2 separate regions of the Mus musculus genome follow, and region 2 is linked to region 1. A link is a contact called in public Hi-C data. All regions are on one chromosome and are shown on one strand. Each heading gives the region's core, a stretch centred on a gene start, on an enhancer-like site or on the middle of the called end of the contact. The rest is flanking DNA. Distances are from core to core; before and after follow the strand shown. Region 1 has its middle 77 kb from the start of Kirrel3. Region 2 overlaps Kirrel3 (kirre like nephrin family adhesion molecule 3).

Region 1 (6,980 bases), core at 3,317-5,816:
AAACTCCTGAGCAGATTGGTAAATAACCCTCCCTGCTTAGCACACAGAAAGAATCAGAAAACAACCATAACAATGCCATCTCCACCACAGTCTACCCAGGAACCCAGGAGAAAGCCCCAGGGACCAATTCATCAGAACCCGGGCTCCAATGATACTCAGTGGGCTTCATCCCCATCACTCTTACCATCCATAAAATGGAGCACCTAACTCGAGAACTTGCTGTGGAAAGCATATAGATCAACAAACAGTATCTGTTACCCAGTAAGCTGTGCACATGCTTCTGCTGATAGTTTCATCCTGTCAACCTCATGAACATGTGTGGGGTGTGAACATGTTTGGGGCACCTACAAAATGCCCGGAACTACCAGGTCACCAACCATCCCAAGTGGCTGAAAAATTGCTTCCTTCTCACCCTGGAGGAGCATTTATCTTTTGGGGCAGAATCCTCAAGTGTATGGGGACTTTCTCCTCCATAGCATAGAAAATTGCCCTAGATCGGGTACAGACAGCTATCTCTCAAATCCCCGCCTTCCAATGTGCGAGGCCAGAAATTCGGTGACTACTTCTGCCTGAAAAAGGAGGTGATGGGTCCTCCTTGCAGCCTCTGAGATTCTTGGTGTCAAAGCTGGCTCCTAAGACTGAGAGACTTTCCCTTTTTATTTCTGCCCTATTATGTCCCCTGAGAAGCTGTTTCTAGCCAGGCTCATTTGCTCACATAGCCATTCCAGTCCAAGTCAACCCCCAAACCAGACTTTCATCAAAGTTATCCTTGTCTGGGATGAAAGTACACTGAGAGCATAATCCCATCACCTCCCTCGCCCTCCCCAGATTGGTACCCCATAAGACCTTGCTGCCAAGTGGAAAATAAGAGTCTGTCTCCCTCTGTCTTCCTCTGGCCGCCTTTCATCAGATTCATGAACATTCATTCAGCATCCTCCAGGAAAAGACTCCGGAGTGGAGGGTGCAGCATGGCCGTGGCAAAGTCCAGGCTCCTCCAGGGAATGGGTCCTAATCACTCGTCATTCAGCAGATATTGAGTACATAGTGTTTGCCTGGCACCGGGGGTAAAAAGAATAATAGGAAGTATCTCTTCATCCAACAAGCTCGTGATCCTGCAGGGAGACAAATGTAGATAGCTTACAATACAGTTGGATGAGCTTGATAATAGAAATATGCAGCCGGTGGCTCCTCACTGTGGGTAATTTGTTTAAAATGTTATTCCACTGCTGACAACCTTTTCATCCTCAACAATTGCCACTTCATCTTCTCATCTATTCTCAGGCAATTCCATGGTTATTCCAGGATGATCAGTTCCCTCACCTGCTGTGCCCTTCCTCTTGTTCTTTGTCCTATTACAAACTCCTATTCATCCCTCAAAACCCTTTCATGCATTCCTAGTCTCCACTGCTTTTTCTGGTTTTCATATCTCTACTTTTACACATACTGTTCTATACTTGAGAATGTATTTCTTGCTGCAGTGTGGTGGTATGCATCTTTAATCCTAGCACTAAGGAAGCAAAGGCAGGACAATCTCTATGAGTTCCAGGCCAGCCTTGTCTACACAGTGAGTTCATGCTAGCCAAAGCTACATAGGCCTTGTCTCAAAAACAGACAAACAAAAGTGAATGGATTGTTTATGGTTCGTTATAGTGTCTTTTTAACCTGAAACATTCATTGAATTGAACTATGTGTAAAGACACACTAGCAAAAGTGTGCTGGTGTGCACCTGTAACCCTAACATTGGAGAGATGGAAGAAGGGGGATAAGAAACTGCAGGCCAGTTTAGACTATACAGGAACAATCTGGTGGTGCTGGTGCTGATGGTGTTGCTGGTGCTGCTGGTGCTGCTGGTGCTGCTGGTGCTGCTGGTGCTGCTGGTGCTGCTGGTGCTGCTGGTGCTGGTGATGCTGGTGGTAGTGTTGGAGGTGGAGGTGATTTTTTAAAGACAGCTGTAGGCCCCAGAGATAGATCCTCCATTCAGAGCGTCTACCACTTTTATAGGGGACCAGATTTCATTTCCCAGCCTCCGTGTCTGGGGGCTCACAACTCCAGGTGCAGGGGATTCTGATGCTATCTTCTGGCCTGAGAGTTCCTTTCATGGACATGCACAAACCCATAGGAAGACACACAAAATTAAAACCCAACCCAAACTCCTTTTAAAAACTATGAAAAAGAAAACGTGGTATTATGACCACCGAGCACTGTTCTGACCATTTCTGTGGGGCAGGCAGCATCTGTGCAAAGTGCTCCACACCCGTTTCTCAGGCTTTCATTTAAACAGCATGGAAGACACGAAGTGTCACGGATGGCTTGTCTAGGAAGTGACACCTGTCCCAAGATTTCATTCAGTGAATTAATACTTTCCCTAGACTGTATGGATGTCTGTCTCTGCCTGCCTCTTTAAACACACAGGCATGCACACACGCGCGCGCACACACACACACACACACACACACACACACATACACACACACACTCACACTCATAAACCATCACAGAACCCCACTGACAATTTGTAGTCCTTGGTAGTCTGATGTAGAAGCTCTCTTATGAATCATCACAGTTACCCCCCATGTCCACAAAAGCATTTCGATCTAGCGTGACTGTTGACGTGCTTGTGTCTTTTCTTAGGCTGTGAATTCCATCAAGTCAGGAATGTTTCACTCATGTTTTTCTTTTGTTCCAAGTCACTATCATGGCACCTATAGAACAGCAAGTATTTGATGAACACATATGATAATTGAAGGAAGGAAACAAAGAAAGGAGAAAGGGATGGAGAAAGAGAGAAGAGAAAAGAAAGATGGAGACCAGGGGTAGGGTGAAGAGATGCTAGAAGCAAGGGAAGAGAGAAGAAAAGCAGAGAAGAAAGCTATTATGTGTTCTAAGCCAGGTAGGTAATTTAGATAGCATATCTTCCTCATAAAACCTAAATGTTCTTTAGCCAGGCAAAAGAAGTACAGCTAGATCAGGGAGACTTAACCTTCTACTTGCTGTGTATCCAGCACCCTGGCTTCATGGCCTGTTGTTGAATGCTTTGTACACACAACTGTCTGCAACTAGTCACACTGGCCTCCTGTGCTCTGTTTTATCAAATAGCTTCAGACAGGACCCACAGAAACTCTGGAAACATTGATTTAATCAGATCTCTCATCTCAGCTTTCTGCCATGTACCCTACTAGGGACATGGTCTCTGTCCTCTCTGAGCTAGTGCCTATAAAACAGGCGACAGCAGCTCCATCTTCATGCATCCTACAACTCAACTCATTACATCCTCAGTCTATGTGCCCAAGCCAACAAAGCTCTAAATTAGGATCAAGGAAAGGGAAAGGCCAAACCCCAGAAATTGAGTTGGCTTATGACTTTGGCCTGAAAATTGGAGTGAATGAGGTTGGGGTGTGCAGAGAGTAAACAGAAAAATGTGTCCGCATCTTTTGCTGAATTGTATTTAATGACCATTTTATCTATGGCAAGAACCCTTTCTAGAAAAAAAAAAAAAGGTCTCGAGATGTATAGGAAGCTACCTAGAGTGTGAAACCTAGCAACCTCTACTCCCTCCCGATGCTAACTTGCTACCTTACTAAAAGACCCCATGGCAGGAGGGAGTGGCTCTATGACAAAACGCATCCTTCTTCTGAAACTCAAAAGAAGTGATGGATAGTGCTCAGTGTTCCCCGAGTAGGAGGGTACCAGCAGCAGGCCTTGGGAAAGCCTGTGTTCCCTCTGACATATACAGTGTAGTGGGTAGATCACTCTCTTCCTTCTCAGCTTCTCAGTGAGATAATTACCTAGGTCATTCCACTCACCAAAGGGCCCCACTGCCTTCTAGCTGGGAGACTTGCTAAACCTGAAGTGCAGGTCACAGTAGCCTAAGAGGAAACTCTGCTCCCTCTCTTTTGGTGAAAAAAGCCAGCACTCTTCCCACTCACAGCTCACTGCTCCCTTCTCCTCTCACTCTGTGACTTCTGTCACACCTGTGGCCATGAGGCCCCAGGAGAATATCTGCCTGTCACATCTTACATTGATGCCCTAAGTGTTCCCACCCACTAGGACTCCTTAGCCAGCAGGAAAGCGATTAGAACCTGTAATTTCTCATAGCGGTTAGCAGGTGACAGGCTCCCATAGCATGGCATCCATATGGCGTCACCCCTTCTGTTGAGCACAATTTTAGGGCAAGATTCATACCGCTTTTCTCTGTGCTCAAAATAGATGCCCAAAATTGGGATAGAATTTACATAAGTTGGCTGAAGAGACTGTGTTCAATTAAAAAGCTTTTGTTGCCAAGGAATTTTTTTTAGTTGATACATATGCTCCTTTATTGCAGTCCTCCAAGGAGGAGTGATTCTCTCTCTTTCTCTCTCTCTCTCTCTCTCTCTCTCTCACACACACACACACACACACACACACACACACACACACATCTACCTGCTCTGCAAGTTGAGTTAGCAGCCAGGAAGCCTCCTCCTCATATCCCACATGGAATTAACTGGAAGCTAAGGTGTCTGTCCTCTTGCCTAGCCTTGAAGTCGTGAAGTTTATCCTGAGTCTGTTCCTAGCCCAGCCCTGGAGAAGATGGACCGTCCCACTTTGCAATCAGCGTGAATTCAATGCAGTGTGTTTCTACTTGCCCAGATGCAAAAGCATGCATACAAAAACTACAAAATGTGTTGGGGGAAAATATTTGGGAAACAGAAAAATATAAAGGAAGGGAAAATTCATTGGTAATTTTACCGTTCCCAAAACTTTTAACATTTCTGAGTGCTTCTTCCCAGCCTTTGCTAAAGCTATGCATATTCACACAAATTTGGGATTGCAACATATAAACGCTTTCCATCTTGGCATTTCTGTTTAGCATTATATCATAACTCCCTGAGCATTTTTTTCTATATCAAGTACATTGCAGGAACATCATTTTTAATGACTGTACTATAAGGTATCTAACCCATACTCCACTTGAGATAGTCATTTGTTATTTTAGAATTTGTTGCTCTTTTTAGATAGATGTTGCTGCAATTAGCATTCTCCACTCTTCAACACGCCTCAGTGACTTCTTTAGGATCATTTTGCATGGGTTGTGAGTTGAGGTGCGTATTCCATAGACAAGCTGCCCTGAGATCTTCACAAGCTTTGGGAATGACTTATCTTATGATTAATGCATGCACTTTTTTATACAATGCCTGTTTAGCATCAGAAATGAAATCAGCGTTAAGGAACATAATTTGGTGGTGGAGTATTTTCCCAGGAAAAGTTAAACAACCCTGGCTCAGGCATCTGCTGTTTGTGGCTGCTTAGCATCCACCCGCCTTCTCTTCTTTGTGCGAGTCTACACCTGTTCTCTCTCCCTGGTTTAAGTAGGGGCTCATGACCTTTCAACAAAGGAGTAGCCAATCAGAGTCGTGACAAAGGCTCGGCTTTGAATTTGTGTCAGTATTTCTAAGAAAGGGAGCTCTCTTTCCTCTGAATATCTGAGCAAGTGGGATACAAACCGAGGGATGCTGAACACCACTTCTGCCCTCCATTGCAAAAAGCAACCTACCTAAGAATTGGAATCATGGTGGTGAGAAAACAGGCCTGAGAGACAAGTTTGGGTGAGTTCATTGCAACATTTACAAACTCTGATCTGTGTAGACTTGAGGCTAGCAAATATACACCACTCCCCCTTAGGTTTGCTGTTGTCTGGCCTGAAGAGTCCACTGACATCATGTCACTTCAAGGCTAAGAGTCTGAACAAAGGGCCTCAAAACCTGTGTCCCCCGCAAGCAAGTATACAAGTGTGTATAGACAAACTAAACTGTTGCATACTACATCCTGCTAGTAAATTCTGTGCTGAAATCTATAGGTCCTGACTTTGAGGCACTTAGATCCCAGAAGGGAAAGGGGAAAAAACACACAACACTGTGAGACACAACATGGGAGCTAAGAACTAATAGAATGTTGGTCCCATCTGCCTTTTTGAAAAGGAACAGGACTAGCTTCACTAGTGGGGGGACTTAATTTGAACTTAACTCCACAGTGGAGTTAGAGGTTGAAGGATAGCTTGCCAGCCACACAGCCTGAGCCAAAGGGCAGAAGCTGAGAGCATTTTGGCAGGTCAGGGTGAGTACAGAGAGTCCCATGAAATGTGTCAACAAGACTAATGGAGGAGAAGCCAACTGTAACCTGTGGAACTATAATTATGCGGTTCTTGTTGTCCTGAATCACATCTTGCAAAGCTGCATCCAGCAACCATCTCACCTCCTGAAGTAAAAGCTTCCTGAGGTTGGACACAAGCTCCGTACTTCAAGCTTTTAGCATTTTACCCTGTCTCCTTTGGTTGTTTTCAAATACTTTAATTGACCAATCTCACCTTGAGGCTAATTGCAGTGTTGGACTGAACAGGACCTAACAGTCACTGAGAAACAACTTCTTTACCTGGCATTGGCACCTTAACTTTGGAAACAGGACAGTCAAGCATGCCACACCAATAGTTTGAAACCACTAAATGGCTCCCCAGCTCTCATTATCGGCCACCTTTTGTTTCCCCGGAAGACATTGCTTACCCACCTTGCAAGACTGGATGTGTACCTGTTGCCAAATTTTCAGTCCCCAGAACAAGCTACCACCCCTTGACCCAGCCTTCTCCTGACCTTATTAGATATCCCTACTGCAGCTAAAATAAACTCTCAGTGCAAAGCTGGGTTCTCTGGGTAGGATTCTCTGGCTCAGCATTCCCCAGCTAGTCCTGATCAACAGAACCATCCAGGAAATATACAAACTACTGGGTCATTCTCCCAGAAATCCTGATTTAACAGATGTGGAGCCTGCCGCAGAAATCCGTGTTAAAGCAAACACCTGAAGTCATAGTTTGAGTCAACAGTTATCCTGGCTGGAGTGTGTTAATTACCCACAATCATAAGCAACCATTTCCCACGAGGAACAATAACTCCATCAAGCAGAAAGACCACCATCAAGGGAATTGAGTATCTTAGACATGAATACTTGCC
Region 2 (6,980 bases), core at 2,133-4,632, 340 kb after region 1:
CAGTGAGAAGGCTTCTGGTTCATCCTCTCTCTTCTCTCTGCAAGTCTGATGCTAAGCGTATCTTTGTCCCGAGGAGAAGCAGGCTCTTTCTGTTGCCAGAGAAGCACCTACTATGTGCACATAGTGCTGGGTACCTGCCTTGCTTATCTTACTTGTTCATCATGATTCTTTGAGGAAGGTGTTTTTACCTTTGTTTGGTAGATGTGAGAGCAGAGACTGAGTGCTGTCAGCGACATTCCCAGAGTCAAACTCTGGGCACCGGGTCCAAGACCACACCAATCCCAATCTGGACTTGGAGATCTTTCCAACTTACCATGATGCTTCCCATTCCGTCTGTCCCAGGGAGCACTTTGGCTCCCATCCCAAGTTCCCCTCCTCTCACGGCCCCCTCCCTTGCCAGCTCAGCTGGTACCAAATTAGCTTCTCAGGAATGCCAATTTGTCTTTCCTCTCTCAGGCATGTGGCACAGACCCTTCCCCAGACTGTATTCAACCTTTCAGAATGAGATACCAGATCCTTCTTGGCTGCTCCTCCTGTGCCCTCTCCACCTCCTCCCAGTCTCTCCCTGGAATCTTTCCAACTCCAGCTCTCCAGCTCCTATACCGGGGCGATCATATGCTGTCTTCTGGAGGGCAGAGCTGTCTGTGCACAGCTATTGATGACTCAGATTCGGTCTAGAAGCATCTCTGTCTGACTGATTGGTGAGTCTCTTTACATGCATGGAGAATGGGTATAAACACCAATTTAAACCTTTTGGATTTAAGTTGCAAATCATTTCCGGTTTTTCACAATCTTCTTTTTCTCCTATACTCTCTCTCTCTCTCTCTCTCTCTCTCTGTGTGTGTGTGTGTGTGTGTGTGTGTGTGTGTGTGTGTTTACATAACAGTGTGACAGTGGTGCTGGTTGGAAAGGCATCAGATCTATCAGATCTCTGTCTATGGGTGGAGGGAAGGTTTGGGACTAACATCTCAGGCTGTTTTGACCTCCTTCCTCTACGACAGAAAAGAAGTAACCCAGAGACTAGGAAGTTCCATGAGAGATCAGCAGTTAGCTGTACCCGGAGCTCTCTTGCCCCTGCTAAACTTGGAACATTGGCTATTATCAAATTCTCAGCTTCTTTATCTTACATATCAGCTCACCATGTCCACTTCAGATAATCACATGATGGCTAAATGAAATCATACAGTAAATCACAGGGCTTATCTCTTGTGAGGATAAGCTGAAATGGAACCCAGCTCCTTCTGCCCTCTCTCCCCGTTTGACCTCCAGGGTTCCTCTGGGGATCTCTGACCCACCTCTGACACTGCAATGGCTTTCTGCTCTTATGTCTGCTTAAAGAACAACTGCAGTGAAGGCAGGGCCAGGAGCCACCACCTATGTCCTCAAGCAGCCCCTCCTTTGCTTTTCTACCAATGGGTGTGGTGAGTCATCCTTCCCTGAGGAGTGTTCATGCCTGTGCAGCCTCTTGGAACTGGCTCTGCATTCCCCACCTGTGTGCAGCTAAGATCTTCAAAGAGTTACTTCCTGCTGAGCGGAGCCCAGCCAGCAAGCCCCCTTCCCCCTTCAGAGATACAGCACAGGAGAGGTGGATGTCTGGCTGCAGCTTCAGGCCACCCAGCCTGCAGGAACCTGAGGCAGGAGATGGAACTCTCTCCTGTCACAGCCCGGAGGCAGGCAGCCTAGGAGACAAAGCCCCATCCCACTGGGTCTTGAAAACCTGCCTCTGTTGTGGTGCTACTTGACCAGGTAGGAAATCTCTGAACTCCTGACCCAGAAAGACAGGGCTCTTGTCATAAGGAGAGGGATATTTTAACTTCCATCCACGAAGCTCCTGAGGAAAAAAATTAAAGTTCTGTCAAAACAGGTTAGTATATTAGCAATCATGGCTCGCTACCATCTGTATTTGTTCCACTTGTGGTGTTTATGACGGTTATCCACATTAATTATTTCTCTGCTAAAGTCCCTTTTAATTTCTGAACACTGTTATTTCTAAGAAAGATGGATATTAGATATGCCACACATCAGCACAGGGTGGCATTACAGCATGCTATTAAGTTCAGATGCTGAGGCCCAGCAGAAATAACTTTGTTATTTGTAATCGCAATAAAGTATTTTATGTTGTGACTCAAAAGGAGAAACAGCATTGGTGAAAACTGACTTCTTCCTTCAGCAATGACCCTGAATTCACCAAGAAAGACAGAATCTGCTTAGACTGGGGTAGTTTAGCATCCAAGAGAATGCTGGATTGGGGTGCTGTGACTGTACTTCAGTCAGCTGAGCCCCAACAAAGAGTACTTGAGACCCTGGGTTGATTCCCCAATATCCCTTAAAATGAGATGGTGAAGACAGGCAGGTCTGCAATGTCATCCCATTCTCTCCAGAGGCAGAAGTGGGGGATAAGGACTTTAAGGTCATTTTCAGGCTCAGGTGGCATGAAGTCCACCTGGGCTATATCAAACCCCACCTCAGAACAGCAAAAGAAAAGTTGGTTTGAGATTCCCGAGCAGGACAGAGGGAAGGTATGTGCAAACAGTTGTTCCCAAGCCCAAGGAGAACTGGCAAAGCCCGGTTCACAACCAGAACTCCCAGAGATGCTGATTCAGTAGACATAGGGTGATGTGTACTTTCTATCACTGCTGGCACATACACCCTGAGGATGGGAACCACCCACAGTGTTCCGCTTATAAACACCAATCACATGTCTACACACCAGCCTTGGGAGGCTGCCTTCATTGTTCTATAAGAGAATAATTCAAATTCCTCCTAATTTCTGACAATCAGCTCCAATAAAAGTACCAGTGGGTTTAACAACTAAAGACCAAGAAGGGCAGGCATCCTTGAATAAAGCCAAAGGGGGGATAGAAGGAGCAAAGGAAATCTTGTCTGTGGAGTGCTTTGTGACAGTAGTTGTTCTGAGGTGATCCGGGCTAGGTGAGCCCAAATGCATCCTCAAGATTCCTCCCCATTCAAGCATGCCTTGGCTTCCCGTTTGCTCATTCACTTGTCAAAAAATATTCTGACCATCTGTGATGCACAGGGCACTTTGCTGGCCCCAGGCCCATTGGTGTTAGTGAGCAGACATGCTTTGGTTGTCAAGGGTGACAGACAAATAACTATAGTAGGGAAAAGTCCACAGCCATGAGCTGGAAAAAGAAGCAGATCTGCTTTGAATAAAGTGGATCCTATTTACATGAGGTGCAGAACAAAATGAAAGGCAGCTAACAGGAATCAGCTCACTCTACTGTAGTCTGCCTTGAGCACCCTCAGATGCCCTACAATCTTAAATTCAAGATAGCAAATAACTCTTTGTTTCAAGGGTCTAGCGCTTATACAAACTGGATTCCTGCTTCTGCTGGGGACATAGCTCCCCCTGGTGGTCGGAGGCCCAAGTTCTCACAGGCTACAATCTTTCCAAAGTGTGTTCAACAGGCATGCATGGCTTAGATGGGGATCTAAAGTCCAGAAAGCAAATAACCGCCTTGATTCCTTTGAGGGGTGCTCTGTTGGGTCATCTGAAACCTTCATTAATACCGAGTTTAAATCTCACCATCCCATTTTGCTGGGTGTTGGAATTTCAGGCAGTTAGTGAAGCTCTCGGACCCCCTATTTTAAGTTATTGCATTTGGATTGTAGCAAAAAAAAAAAAAAAAAAAAAAAAAAATGCTACCAAGCAATCCATTTCAGTGGATTCATTTAATGGTGCCAATAAGGAGCTGGTGTGAAGATTAAATATGACAACAAAATAACACCTAGCTTCTGGCAGGCCCTCCATGCTGCTGTTTTTATTTTAAAGTTTCAAATTCTTTCTTCTCTGCATCCTGCCTTCTACTTTTTCTCCCTTCCTCTCTCTAACCCTTACTCTATCCTCTCTTCTCTTGTACAGATCTTCCTGCTTCCTCTCCAGCCTTCCTTGCCCTTTTCCAACTCTGTCCTTTATCCTTCACAATCACCTTAAACACAAGTGCTCGCTCTCTCTCTCTCTCTCTCTCACACACACACATACATACATACATACATACATACATACATACACACACACATGAATGCACATATACACATGCACATGTACAAGCACATGCAAGCACTTGCACCATGTACATGCACACACAGAGAGAGAGAGAGAGAGAGAGAGAGAGAGAGAGAGAGACCTATTCTCTTTCTATTCACTTCTTTTTTTGTTTTGTTTTGTTTTTGTTTTTGTTTTTGTTTTTGTTTTTGTTTTTTCGAAACAGGATTTCTCTGTATAGCCTTGGCTGTCCCAGAACTCACTTTGTAGACCAGGCTGGCCTCGAACTCAGAAATCCACCTGCCTCTGCCTCCCAAGTGCTGGGATTAAAGGTATACACCACCACAACCCGGCTTCTATTCACTTCTTTTCTCCATCCTTCTTATTCCCAACCTTTTGTGAAAGTTCTTAGAGCCTATCATTGGACACATTCAGATGCTAAGAAGGTAATTTGCATGTTGTGCTAAGCCTAAAGGAGCCATTTTCCCATGAGTAGTGAACACTGTACCTCGTTGCCTGTTCTTCAGACAGGAACTGGAAGCCTGTCTGCATGAGTCACACTAGAGCATGGGTCCCTTCGCTCATCTTCGTCAGTGCTGGTACTTCAACACCCTGCCCCCTCTCTGGTCCTTCTGAGTTCTCTATTTGCAGCATCTCATCTTTGCATCCCTTGCCTTGACTCTTCCCTTTTCTTCTCTCTTCTCTCATCTCCCTTCTTTTCTGTATCACTTCTCTGCTACAGCAGCTTCTGTCTTGTCTTTGATTTGCACCACAGCCTGTGTTTCCCCCTATTCCCAAACTGCATTTTCTCAAGTAGCCTGCAGTAGCTCTTCCCTGTCACTGTAAAAGCTTTTTCATCTCCATTTGGAGCCATTTACCCTGATCATGGCTCTCTCGGAGATCACACTGATGAGACCGTGTGGTCTTTGACTGTCAACAATCCCCAGGAAAGACAAGTATATACTTAAGACATGCATTTTAATTTGAAGACCCCCCTTCAGAGGCTAGTGGGTGCAAGCAAAAGCTGCCAACAGACCCAGCCTGGCCCCAGTGGTGCACAGAGCTCTTTGGGAGGGAGACTAAGAAATGCTGAATAGTTGCCTCTCTTTCCCCTACAAAACAGATGGGGATGGGATGGGCAGGCCAAGGCTGGCCTTCTCAATTGCTTTCTTTCTCGGCTCAGTTCCCTGTGAGGAGGAAAGCAACGGAATTATCTGATGACAAAACAGAAAGTAGCTTGGTTGTCTGGGCATTGTTCCTGGGGTGAAGGGGTAATCGGCTTGTGGAGGGTGTGATTGTGCAGAATGGAGAGTCCCGGAGCACTCAGCTCCACAGACGCTAGGCTGGTGTATGTGTTTGAATCTAAATGGGGGATTAAACTCAAGTCTTCAGCCTGTGGCTTGGAGCCAGGGAGGGGTAGAAAGAACCCTATAGACAAAACTTGGTTAATCATCCAGAGGAAGACACCCTCTCATGGTAGGACTTGGTATCCAGGTCCTGTCGTGGGCAGCTTGGGGATACCCCAAGTTTTATTTGGGCTCTGCTCAGAGCAGGTTCTGAGATAGGCATTCAAATGTAAGTCTTTTTTTTTTTTCAGTAGAAATCTGGAAAACCATGTAGAGGAGGGAGAAGGGGATCAGGAAATGGAGGAATGAAGCTGATAACTGAGTTGAGCGAGGCGCCTGAGTGCAGCTGGCTCTCAGCCCCAGTGGGAACCTACAGACACAAACCCTTTTGCCCTGAGGTGCTCTTCACTTGGCCTGCTCATGAACTAAGCATGATTCCACAGCCAAATAGACGCCCCTGCACCACATCACACTCAGAGCACAACCGGGCCTGGCCACAGGTACTAACTAGTAGGTGCTTTCTAAGAGTGGTCAATGCCACAAGCCATGAGGGTCTAGCCCAGTGATGTGGTCCTGACACACTGCTTTAAGACCCAGGGTCAGCCAGCTCCTCCTATAAAGTCAGGGAATAAAGACTCTATACTAAGCAACTGGAAAGCCTCTAGTGTACCTCTTCTATTCTGTCATGGTCATGGGATGAAGTAGAGAGATGTATAACGCAAGAAAGGCATTTGTGTTGCTTTTCCTCCTGATAGATCTGACCCCCAAAACACAGAAATCCCCATACACCCCCCCAAAAAAGGTGCAAAGATGGGTGTGTCTGTGTGTTGATAAAATTCCACTGAGTAAACCTGACAAAGAGACATTGGGGCCACAGACTACAGTTGCCCCAAACCTACTCTAGCCAGATTGACTTATTAGACCCCCAAAGTACTCTGTTGTTCCTCCTGTGTCCATCTTCTCAGTTGTCCTCTACCTGTATTTGTTTTCACCTCACCTGGATATTTCCTACAAGCCCATTTTAAGCACTCAGCCAAATGTCAGCACCTCAAGGGAACGTCACCCACTACCTAGCCAGGTTACATACACATCTATCCACACACACACACACACATACACACACACACACACACACACACACACATGTCTTCAGCCCTTCAGCCTTCTTGAGACCACCTCTCACAGTGCTAATTGCATAATTAATTATGTAATTAGTTATTTAATGCCTCTCTCCCTCTCCAGCATGCACGCTTCCCTCAGTCACTGAGGCCCATTCCGTCTGCTGCCTAGCGTATCTGGACGCTTTCCCATCCTAACTGCTACAAACAGCACAGCGTGGTCCAGACTCTTTGTCTCTCCCCAGGGCCTCTGCAGCATCGTCCTTACTGATCTTCCTGGATACCTTGCTTCCTGTTCTTGGAAGGACCCAGTGGCTCACCTTTGCTTCCATGAGAATGCCTGACTTTTAAGAATGGCATCGGAAGCCCTGACAGTCCTGACCACCCACCCACGGCTTTTTCTTCCACACCTAAGCTAAGACCCTTAGCTCCAACCAAGTCTCTCCTCCCATTGCCCTTTACCTTCAAATATAAAATGTATGCGCAGGCCTCCAAGCCTCTGTGCATGCA

The links. A called contact is a pair of places that touch in the nucleus more often than the background predicts.
Region 2: a Hi-C map of cortical neurons shows a contact between it and region 1, with 4 times the contacts expected there. The contact joins two enhancer-like sites. A contact is called at or near these places in 4 of 484 Hi-C or Micro-C datasets (cerebral cortex, cortical neurons, nephron progenitors and 1 more) and 1 of 115 datasets of contacts at active chromatin or transcription factors (astrocytes).

The regions. Positions count from the first base shown.
Region 1 is chr9:34,407,820-34,414,799 of GRCm38.p6, forward strand. No RefSeq gene overlaps it. Among named protein-coding and RNA genes, the nearest start is that of Kirrel3, 77 kb to the right of the region's middle. Within about 2 kb of position 4,567, at least 19 of the 459 cell types and tissues checked have an H3K27ac peak or open chromatin away from gene starts, as enhancers often do. A contact at or near this core is called in cortical neurons, where this site is marked.
Region 2 is chr9:34,749,614-34,756,593 of GRCm38.p6, forward strand. All of the region lies in intron 1 of Kirrel3 (kirre like nephrin family adhesion molecule 3), which reads left to right. Among named protein-coding and RNA genes, the nearest start is that of Gm33561, 100 kb to the right of the region's middle. Within about 2 kb of position 3,383, at least 22 of the 459 cell types and tissues checked have an H3K27ac peak or open chromatin away from gene starts, as enhancers often do. A contact at or near this core is called in cortical neurons, where this site is marked.